3 separate regions of the Mus musculus genome follow, and regions 1 and 3 are each linked to region 2. The links are chromatin contacts, called in public ChIA-PET and Micro-C maps. All regions are on one chromosome and are shown on one strand. The core of a region is the stretch at or near the end of the contact, and the rest is flanking DNA. Distances in the headings are between cores, read along the strand shown. Region 1 holds the start of Sema7a (sema domain, immunoglobulin domain (Ig), and GPI membrane anchor, (semaphorin) 7A). Region 2 holds the start of 1700017B05Rik (RIKEN cDNA 1700017B05 gene). Region 3 holds the start of Ubl7 (ubiquitin-like 7 (bone marrow stromal cell-derived)).

What was found. Hi-C and Micro-C count contacts between places; a contact is called where the count stands out from the background. ChIA-PET counts read pairs in DNA pulled down with a chosen protein or histone mark.
Region 1: a Micro-C map of embryonic stem cells shows a contact between it and region 2, with 6 times the contacts expected there. The contact joins the promoter of Sema7a here to the promoter of 1700017B05Rik in region 2. A contact is called at or near these places in 1 of 39 promoter capture datasets (pre-B cells), 2 of 484 Hi-C or Micro-C datasets (both in embryonic stem cells) and 1 of 115 datasets of contacts at active chromatin or transcription factors (pancreatic cancer cells).
Region 3: a contact with region 2 is called in an RNA polymerase II ChIA-PET map of memory CD8 T cells, with 41 read pairs. The contact joins the promoter of Ubl7 here to the promoter of 1700017B05Rik in region 2. A contact is called at or near these places in 1 of 39 promoter capture datasets (liver), 1 of 484 Hi-C or Micro-C datasets (CD4 T cells), 1 of 115 datasets of contacts at active chromatin or transcription factors (memory CD8 T cells) and 1 of 9 other capture datasets (liver).

Annotation. Positions count from the first base shown.
Region 1 is chr9:57,938,671-57,942,051 of GRCm38.p6, forward strand. It overlaps Sema7a (sema domain, immunoglobulin domain (Ig), and GPI membrane anchor, (semaphorin) 7A), which reads left to right and starts at 1,442. Exons shown (of 14, transcript NM_011352.3): 1 at 1,442-1,658. The coding sequence starts at 1,481.
Region 2 is chr9:57,260,505-57,263,986 of GRCm38.p6, forward strand. 1700017B05Rik (RIKEN cDNA 1700017B05 gene) reads right to left here and starts at 2,095. Exons shown (of 3, transcript NM_028820.2): 1 at 1,925-2,095.
Region 3 is chr9:57,909,688-57,913,500 of GRCm38.p6, forward strand. Ubl7 (ubiquitin-like 7 (bone marrow stromal cell-derived)) reads left to right here and starts at 1,299. Exons shown (of 11, transcript NM_001122873.1): 1 at 1,299-1,372; 2 at 2,951-3,163. The coding sequence starts at 2,980.

The DNA of each region.
Region 1 (3,381 bases), core at 192-2,691, 680 kb after region 2:
GGCTTTTCTTTCTGGGGTTGTGATCTTAGGCATCATGAAGCTAGTGACTCCGTGCACAGCCCTGTAGTGTCTCTAGACCCCTCCCCACAGAGAGATCTGGAGGAATTCACCTTAGTGGCTAGGGTACTTTGGGGCTTTTAGGAATGGAGAAAACAACTAGAAGCAGACTGTACAATTGGCAGAGCTAAGATTCGCTGTATCAAAACCTCCCTGCCCGTGGAGCAGTGAAGAGGCTGGCTCTGAGGTCAGGGCATCCTGCCCAGGGTCTGCCTGTGTCTACAGCATGCTCAGTATGTCTGGGTCTGTGGGTTTTGAAGGTCAAGTCTTTGTTTACTTCTGTTCCCTCTTCCTTGCCCTGTCTCTTCTTGGTGCAGTACATCTTAGACTACATATACAGTAAGCAATAGATTGGGACAAGCTGACCTGGATGGATTTCCCAGTCATAGCTTCTTTGGGTACAAGCAGAGGTAGGGAATCTGTCCATCTCTGGCCCAAGGAACATGGGAGACCCTTTTACGAAGAGCAGACAAAGTGGCTCTGAAAACATAAGCCAATGACAGAGTTTCCTGGGTTGTTCAGGTGACTGCAGAGGGGCCTGGACCCTCTGATGGAACTACCACCGCGTCACCAGGTTGCCCTTGGTATGTAGCTGAGCCTTAGGCAGAGAAAGATTCCCTTCGATTGGTCTGACCTTCCCTCTCTGATTATGAGTCTTGTGCCCCTCACTTTTTTCTTGGGGAAGGGGCCTTCCTAATTATATCCCCCTCAGTGCACATGGAAATGAGTTTGGATTTTCTGAGCATACACCAGCTGGCTGGGGGGAGGCAGCCCAGAAGGCTGCTGGCTGGGGAAGGGAGGAGAAAGGAGAGGGAGAGGAGGGAGCCAGGCCAAGATGAAAAATTCCCAGTGTTCTCTCAGGCAGAGCAATCGTGGGGCGTTGTGGGCACCCCACACATCTTAGACCTCCCCTCTCTCCTCCACAGAGGAAAGCATCCTGCTCCGGCTGATAGGATCAGCAGAGAGCTGCGTCCCACTCCCGCAAGCCCATTCTATGAGAATGGTTCTCTGACTACAAACCACTTAGCTGACAGCAAGGGGGGTTGTCCGGTGTTAGACTCATCCATGCGCTGAGAGATCCTTACGGATTTCCTAGGCCTTTCTTTCCACTGGGGCGAGGGAAGTGGAACTGAAGCCCAGAGGAGGGATGGGATCTGCCCCTCATGACAGATCACAAGTCTGTCTTCTTTGCAGCTGGGTTCTCCCGGTGGAGTTGCCCGCGTGCGGGTAGCGAAGGTTTTCCTGGCAGCGGTCACCGCACAAGCAAGGGGCCACCGGCAAAGCTAGAAAAGGCTGCGAGGGGCGGGGGGGAGGGGCGGGGTGGGGTCAGGCGCTTGACTCCGCCTCCTGGCGCTAGGTTCTGCCTGCGGCCGGGCGCTGTCTCAGTCTCGGCTGCTTGCCGCTGTCGCTCCGGGGCTGCGGGATGACGCCTCCTCCTCCCGGACGTGCCGCCCCCAGCGCACCGCGCGCCCGCGTCCTCAGCCTGCCGGCTCGGTTCGGGCTCCCGCTGCGGCTGCGGCTTCTGCTGGTGTTCTGGGTGGCCGCCGCCTCCGCCCAAGGCCACTCGAGGAGCGGACCCCGCATCTCCGCCGTCTGGAAAGGTAGGCGGCGCCGCGCGGCCGGCGGGGCGCGGGATCGGACGCCTTGCGGGGCGGGTGCAGAGTGTGCGGCACCCGGAGAGAGTGCGTGTGCGCAGCTCTGCGGGTCTCAGGCTGGCCCCGAAGGGAGCGTGTGGGTCCGGGTGAGTGTTTGTGAGTGTGCGTACTGTCACGCCGGAGCGGGCTGGAGCGCTGCAGCGTGCGAGCGAGTGGCTGGGGCCCGGGCCCAGCTAAGTGGCGCTCCAAGTCCAACGGCAGCTCTGAGCCGGAGCCGCAGCGCCCGAGCGCGGGGGGAGGCTGCGGGCCCCTGTCTCACCGAGGCTCTTTGGCTTTCCGCCACGGGGTCTACTATACAGAACCCTTCTTTCCCCTGGCCAGCTTCATCACCCCGACCTCCTCCTTGCAAGCTGCGAGCTCTGCTGGCACGCGGGGCTCGGGCTCGGCTGGTGAAGGGGGCGCGGACCCATTGCCGCCGCCGCTGCGCTCGGGCTGCGGGAACAAAGACCCCGCCGCCTGCCCCCGCCCCCGCCCCGGCCCGGAGCGCGGGCCAGGCAAGGGGGTGGGCACCCTGCGGCGAACCGGGACAAGGTGCGGTGCAGGGGCTCCGAGCACCTGGGCGCTGTCTCCGTAATGCTAGGACCAGCCGCTCCCCCCTTGCCCGCACGTGGCAGTTGTCACCAGAAATCGGCACTAGCACGGGGAGGGGGGACAGTGCCCATTGGGTGGGGCGAGGCCATTGGGACCCCCAAGCGGCGTATCTGGGGAGGAGTGTGCATCCTTAGGACTGTAGTGAATATGAGAACCTGAGGGACTGGAGTCTTTCCTTCGGGCATCGCAGTTCAGAACCACGGACGGTGGGACAGAAAGCTGGCTAGGTTGGGGTTGGAGGCTTTCTGCCACTAGGGACTGAGCTCCCTCCCTGCATTGCACACAAATGCCTCCCCGCCCCCAGACAAACTCAGCTCTGTACCCAAATTTGGCATCTCTGCAGCCCCTCCCCTAGTGGTGATGGGGGACTCACACCGGGGGCTGGGGGTACTTGTCCTGTCTGTCCCTACTGTCCCTTTGATGCCTTGGCAGTTTGCAGGGATTGCGGAAGTCTGAGCATTATCTGGGGCAGGTATTCTTAGCAGAGGGGGGGAAACCCACATAAAATGAGTGGCCCGAACTGCCGCAGCAGCTGAGAGAATGTGACTTGCCCAAGGTCACTGGGCAGTGTGGGCACTCACTGTGCCGGAGGGGTCTCTGATCTGACTCTGGATCTGTCCTGGGCCAGGTTAGGGAGAGGAGAAGGATTTAGATGGTTCTCCAAACCATAAACGTGGTACTCTCGTCTCCAACTCCGCCATCCAGCCAGAGGTGTAACTGGTGGAAGAGGAGCAGTTTATCTGGACCTCTGAACATCCAGTTCATGGTGGATACTTGCACCCTCCACAGTCGCACCACTTCAGCCTCTTTCTCTGTCCCTGCCAGCATGTTAACTTCCTCCGTCCCCTTGTGTCTTAGACACATGCATATGAGTATGCCAGAGGAGACAAACGGTTATGTCTGAGTGTTCTGGAATCTCCCTCTGTATCAAACCCCTTTCATTTGATTGTGCTTGTCCCCCCAATCCTTCCTTGACCTCCCGCCACATACTTAATGCACACCCACTTGTTAGCACTTAATGCATGTCTCTCCATCCCTGGCACTTAGTCTTCCCTTACCCTCAGACTATTTAAAGCTG
Region 2 (3,482 bases), core at 845-3,344:
AAGTAGGTCACAGGTAAAGTGTCACACACTTCTGTCACCAGCAAGCAGGGACCACCTTTCTCCTCCTTTCTGAACAGTGGTCATGACTATAGGGGCTCAGCTAGACCAGCAAGGTGACAAGAAAATGTAAAGGGTGGTAATATGGTCTAGGGAAGGCCCCATCCTGCACTGCTCCATACTTATATGGTTGGTTTTGCTTTATTTTATTTTCTCATTGGGTCTCCCTGTTTCTCCATCTGGAACCCACTATGCAGACCAAAATGGCCTTGAAAGAGATCTACCCGACTCTGCACCACAAGACTCACATGGCTCAGAAGGTACCAAGCCCACTCTATCCTTGGGGAGGTCTGGGTTAATTAAGGGCTGGCTTTGGTCTCACCTCCACCAATGCTCCTTGGGACCTGCTCTAACCACCCCTCTCAAGAGTCCGTCTCTCCAGGGCTCAGCCCAACCCGTGCCCTTTGGCCCTGGAGACTTCCTGAGAACCAGACCCCTGGGACCCTCAGGAGTCTTTGTAGGAGGAGTGAGGGCGCCAAAAAGCCAACCCAAGACTCTGAAAGGTGAGGCGGTGACGTAATGCCCGGCCAGTAGGATGGAAAGCTCCCTCGGTAGAGGCCACCCCCACTGAGAGAGTAGCCAAAAAGAAGGTGCCTTGTTTCCGGATACCAAAGTAGCCTAAGGCGCTTGGGGAAGGTAGGGCCAACAGGTGATCCTACCGTGAAGATGTCCAAGTTCTGCCAGTTCTTAGAGGAGTTCTAACCTCAGCCAGAACCCAGGGCAGGGTCAAGCGCCTACACTCCTGCTTTTCCACGAGGGAGACAGACAACTCCGTGGGTCCATTTCCACGTCACATCCTTGGGGCCTCATGAAGAGCGCGATCCCAGCCAAGTTGAGGCCCGCATCAGTATTCTCTCCGCTCTAACAGATACCAGTCTTCTAAAAACTTTGCGTGCTGAGGTTCTGAGCACTCACTCAACGTGGAGCAGCCCACACTTCTCAGTTTGAGAGAAAGGGTCTCCCCGGATGCTCCGCTCCTAATTTCCCTCTCCCGGCCCCGCCCGTGACCCTCGTGCCAGTGGCTCACAGCCAGCCGGCTTCAGTAGGGAACTGGCGCCCCACCGCCACACCAGGCTTCCGGGTGTCCCCAAGCCTCTCTCTCCGCGCCTCTGCAACGCACGTGCACCCCGGCAGGCTGACACACAGACTGCCGTGGGCCACGCATGCAAAGCTGTTCCTACACGTACATGCATGGCCCGAATCTGCACACATGCCCCCCACTGCCCAACGGTGCCCTTCCTTAGCTCACGTAAACGTGTAAAAAAGTCAGGAGATTCGCACTGGGAACCCCACGGATCGATGCCCGCAGACTGCACTGAGGTCCAGAAGGCTGGGGGGCTGGGGGGGGGGCGGCCTCAAAGTCTGGGCAGCCACCTCCTTCGGGACGATCCCGCCAGCTTGGGCTGTGGCCAGAGAGTGAGTCAAGCAGTGGCTAGGAAACCGCAGGCGGTCCTGTTCCAACAGGGTTCGTCCACGGCCCCGCGGCACCTCAGCGCCCGCCGCCACCAATCCCAACCCCCCACCGCCACCCCGAATCGGCGCCCGGCAATCCGCGTGAGCCTGGCCCCGCGAGAGGCCCGAGGGATCCGCCTGACTCTTCGCCAGCCCTAACGCCCAGGCAGTGCTGTGGCTCCGGAGCTCTACCAGGCCCAGGGAGCATCCAAGTCCTGGCAAAGTCTGGGCAGCGGTATGACTGGGCCCCGTAGTCTGACCGCCCGAAGCCTCAGCACCTGGGCCCCGGTCCCCGCGCTCCGTCCTGGGGCTGGCCGGTAGGGGCGCCCTGGGGCAGGGCCACCCGCCCCTTGCCCACGCGCCGCCCGCAAACTCGGCCCAAGTTTCCGCGCCTGCCGGGTAGGCGAGCTCCTACCTTCAGAGCACCAGGCTTCTAGCGGCCGCCACCCGGAGCAGCCGCGGCATCTTTCAGCGCCGCCTAGGCTGCGGGTCCCTGTCCCGCCGGCCTTGCGCGGGAAGTCGCGGCAGGCAGCTAGCCCAGAGAGACGTTCCGCGCGACCGTTCGTGCTGCCGCTGGGCGCCGTTTGTGGTCCCGAGCGGGGCGGGGCGGGGGCGGGGCGGGGGCGGGGCGGGCCGTTGAGTGGGGGCAGAACCCGGCTGTGCCTCTGGGAGCCTGCGCTCCCCTGGGTCCTCCCGTGCCGAAGGCCTGAGTGGAACCAACTTTCCCGCGACCCGGCCTCTGGCTTTGTGCACAGTCTTCGCTCGCCTCCTTCCTCAAACCTCTGCCCCGAGGGCGATCGTAAGCCCTCATTCAGTCATTCCGTTAGATCATTCATTCCTTGCTACTTTCTAGCCATGTGACCTTGGACCTGCCACTTAACCTCTATGAGCTTCAGTTTCCTCATTTGTAAAAGTGATATTCTGCCTCTTAGAAATAGGGCCATCAGGCTTCGAAAAGATGTGTAGCACATAAATTGGGGTATGGGAGGCTGAGGCAGGGGAATTGCTGAGAGTTTGAGCTGAGCCTGGGCTATCTAGCAGTCCTTTTTTTTTTTTTGTTTTGCTTTTGCTTTGTTTTGTTTGGGAAGGTCACACTATATAGCTGTGGCTGTCTGGGAACTTACTATGTAGACCAGGCTGGCCGTGAACTCAGAGACACACCAGCCTCAGCCTTCTGAGTGCTGCAGTCAAAAGCTTGGACCACCACACTCAGTTCCTAGCAAGACAATAAAAATGCTAAAGGATATCTCGAGGCAGCCCTAACTTCCTCAACAAACAAGTTGCATTAGGAAATTAAGAAGGACTTATGAGGTAAAGTACAGACGAGTATATATCAGCTCCTAGTGACCTGGAGTGGGCCAGGAATGAGACTCTGGAGATATTGCCAAGCGGCCTTGGTGGGCATCTGAGCCTTTCTGGCAAATGTGTCGCACCAGAACCGGTCTGAGCATGAGCAACCTGGAAAGCTGATGGGATGAAGCATCCCTAGCCAAGCTGATGTGTTGCAGAAAGGGGCTGGGAAACCCACTGCCTCTGTTCACCTGGACTCTAGCCCATCTGGTTGTGGGGCCTTGCCCAGCTCAGCGCTAGCACCTCTTTCTTGGAAGGAATCTAATCCTTGCAGTTCCAGGACTGCCCAAGGCCAAGGCAGGGTCGCATGGTGAAGAATAGTTGAACACCATAGAGATCAAAATTAGTTTTTGGGGCAAAACCACTCAGAACACCCATCTTGACCCAAAGATCAGGACTGCCTGAGTCAGAACAGAGCTGAGGGCACAGGTATGGGAGAAGATGGGGCTGGGGCGGAGGGGCTGGGCTCCAGGTAGGATTAGGAAGAGGAAGTGAGGTCACTCAAGGAGAAGGGGAGGGTGTCTCTTGGATTAGAGCTGGAAGATTTTTTTACAAATAGAGGCTAGACAAATAGAGGAGAGACTCTGAGGTTTGGGGCTTTCCAAATCACATTGCAAATTGGG
Region 3 (3,813 bases), core at 49-2,548, 650 kb after region 2:
CTTTTGTTTTGTTTTGTTTTTCGAGACAGGGTTTCTCTGTGTAGCCCTGGCTGTCCTGGAACTCACTATGTAGACCAGGCTGGCCTCAAACTCAGAAATCTGCCTGACTCTGCCTCCTGAGTGCTGGGCTTAAAGGCGTGCGCCACCACGCCCGGCAAGAATACAACTTTTACACTTGTGTACACAGTAGCTATTATGAACTTTTTTTAAAAAAAAGATTTATTTATGTATTTTATACACTGTCACTGTCTTCAGACACACCAGAAGAGGGCACCGGATCCCATTATAGATGGCTGTGAGTCACCACTTGGTTGCTGGAAATTGAACTCAGGACCTCTGGAAGAGCACTCAGTGCTCTTAACTGCTGAGCCTTCTCTCCAGCCTGAACTTTATCTTTTAAAATTACATTTTTTTATTAGTGTGTGTGTGTGGTCAGTTTTGGGGAGTCAGTTCAATCCTTTCACCATTTGTTCCCGGGGAGGTCCTCAGGTTTGAATGCAAGTGCTTTTACCTGCTGAGCCATCTCACCCGTCCCTCAGCTTCACAGTTTTAAAGTTGGTTGTTTTTGGTTATTGTTTTCCTTAATTGTGGAACTTTCTGAGAAAAATCACTTCTCTCTTGAGTTTAGCTAACTCTAACTTTTGTGTAAACTCAATCCAATTTGATTGTGCATTAGTTTCTCAGCCATCTAAAACAGGCAGTGTCTCCACGAAAGTTCAGTGGAAATTCCCCTCCCCAAACTGATTCTACGAATGACTGTGTTATAAACCCCATTGTTGCATGTTCGCGGTGGGCCAGAAACCCGACTTAATCACTCCCCTTACGGACTCAACTTTTAGCGCCCTGGTGCGCTGCCACAAGGCAGGTTTCCTGGGAGAAAGGAGCAAGAAGCACAAGAGGCTGGCTACGTGGGAGAACTGCGTCTTCATCGGAAGGGCCGCGGGGCGCCTGTCCACTTAGGAACCCGTCCCCCTCGGAGAAGGCTCGCCCTCCGGCCTAGGACTCCTCCAAACCCGGGACAACCAACAGGCTTCACATATATCCCTGGAGAGCGCGGGAATCATCGGGCTATTGGCTGCTTTCGAAAATTCCACACTGAGTCTCCCTACCTCAGGTGGTGGTACAATTGTGTCTGACAGAAAGCTACAACCTACTGGCTTCTAGGACCTCAAACTGCTCGTGCTCGCACTCACGCCTCCTAGGACCCGGAAGCATTGCCACTAGCTGCTGGACGGCCATTTATAAGGGGCTGGGTCTCAGTGAAAACTATAGTCCCCAGAATGCAGCGCGGAGCTTCCGGTTTCCGGCAAGAGGACCAGAGTGAGTGTTTACACCGGCGGCTCGCTGCGGCCGGGTTCCTTCCGCGGGACGGGTGAGGGCGCTGGGCCCCCTCCCTGGGCGCGCGGGGCTCTCGTGGGTCCGGAGTAGCTAACTGGTCCCACGAGAGAGGTGGGGTTGTCAACATTGTCCCTACTCACGACTAGGTATCTGTGACCTTGGGCCAAGAGACTTCAGCTTTCTGAGTCTTTATTCCTGATCTGTAAAATAAGGACAATGATGCCAGTTTCAGGAGACAGTTGTGAGGATTGAAATCGGTATACAAAAACCTCCTTTCTCGCTTTAAACCTAAAGGTGGATAGTACCTTGAAGTCCGCTGGGTCGCACCACAGTTTTTTCTTAGCCTTGTCTTTACTGCAAGAGACCTCTTTGGCAGAAATAGTGTCTGTAACAAGGACTGGTCTTGCGGTACAAGGCTCTTGCACCCTTTGAATTTTTAGATTTATTTTGTGGGCATTCATATATGTCAGGCTGGGGACTGTGTTAGAAAAGCTCTAGTCTTGGCTTTCAAGAATGGGGGGGGTTTCACAAATATGAGGGACGCAATGAGAAGTTGAGAAGTAAATAAGTTGTACAAGGGAAAAAGCAGCAAAGAGAAGGTAGCTTTCTAAGTCTGGCATCTGGTAATGAAGCTGGCTGACTTGTCCTCAAATCTATTGATTTGTGTTGCTCTTTTGCCTTGAGGGAACAGGGAATGTGTGACCAAGAAGAGAGCATGGAACCGATGTGTTTGTGTGGGTCTTGGTAGGAGTTTGCTAAGAGGCCAAAAAGGGAAGAGAACTTATATGCAAAGACAGGAGGTGAGCAGAGTTACATATAGGGGACAACTTTGTTATGAAGTATACTTACGTGTGTTGTTATAAAGGGGCAGGGCTGGGTCTATTGAAGAAAGCTGGTAGGCGTCAGAATAAATGGGTTTGTAATCTGGCTGTGGAGTTAACACCCACCTGTTCATAGAAGTGCTTTGGGATTAATGGGGGCCTTCTAAGCAGTTAAGTTTGTTAGATCTGTGTTTTAACAATAAGACATTGGGTGGTGCTATAGATCTCTGATAAGGGCAGGCAAGAGAGACAAGGGCCCTCCTTAAAGTGTTGTTATAGCTAAATCAAAAGCTGGAGAAGAAAACCAGAAATGAGTGTGTAGAAGGGAGAGGGTTGGGTGATCTTGCTTGAACCTCACAACATTCCTATCCAACTGATTGGCCTTTTGTGTTTACTTTTTTTTTTTTTTTCTTTTGTTTTTTTGAGACAGGGTTTCTCTGTGTAGCCCTGGCTGTCCTGGAACTCACTTTGTAGATCAGGCTGGCCTTGAACTCAGAAATCCTCCTGCCTCTGCCTCCCAAGTGCTGGGATTAAAGGCGTGTGCCACCAATGCCCGGCTTTTGTGTTTACTTTAAAGGTGAAGAAACTGAGGCATAAGAGAAATCCCTTGTAGTCCACCAGAGAAAGAATTAAGGGAGGGACACTAGGTTCTAGTTCTAGCCTCTTAGTGCTACACCTATGTTTCTCTAGCAGTAGTACACTGAAATGATCTTTCCTTTATTCTTGTTGCAGGGAGAGATGAGTAGGGAGGTGGGTTGACTTTTAACCGTTAATGCCTTATTGTTTTACAGGGAGAAAGAGAGAGCGCGAAAGAGAGAGGATGTCTCTCTCAGACTGGCATCTGGCAGTGAAGCTGGCTGACCAGCCACTTGCTCCAAAATCTATTCTTCAGTTGCCAGAGACAGAACTGGGAGAATATTCCCTAGGGGGCTATAGCATTTCATTTCTGAAGCAGCTTATTGCTGGCAAGCTCCAGGAATCTGTTCCAGACCCGGAGCTGATCGGTGAGTCTTCATTGGCAGGAGCTGGGTTGCTGCTCTTGCCCCTGGGACAGGAGGTAAAAGGGCTTGTTGCCTCCTTCCAGAGTAAGTTTTACATGAGTGAAAACATAAAACATGACAAAACTGTTGTTTGTCACTTTAGTCTCATGTTACACTGAACTACGTTATTATTTAAGACTCTTCATTATGATGTTGTTGAAGTCTTTTGTCTGATCGAACAAAATTAGCAAAGACTTGCAGATGAGACAAGACTCCTCAATCTGTCACCTAAGACTTAAGGGATAATTAGAAGGATGTTTTTGTTTGTCTTGATGGCTGAATAAAGGGAAGGCCGCAAAATAGGAAATGAGGTTGGCAATGTACTCCTAGTGGAGGAAGGAAGAGCTTTCGTAGAGAACAGTCAGATTAGATTAGGAGCGAAATGTACGCTAGCCAAGGGTTCTCCCTGGTGAAGACATTCCTATCACAGGTGATCAGCTCCATCCTCTTTTTTCGGTTTTTCGAGACAGGGTTTCTCTGTGCAGTCCTGGCTGTCCTGGAACTCACTCTGTCCAGGCTGGCCTCGAACTCAGAAATCCGCCTGCCTCTACATCCCAAGTGCCACCACTGCCCGGCAGCTCCATCCTTTTTGATGTTATATTTTTCACATTTAT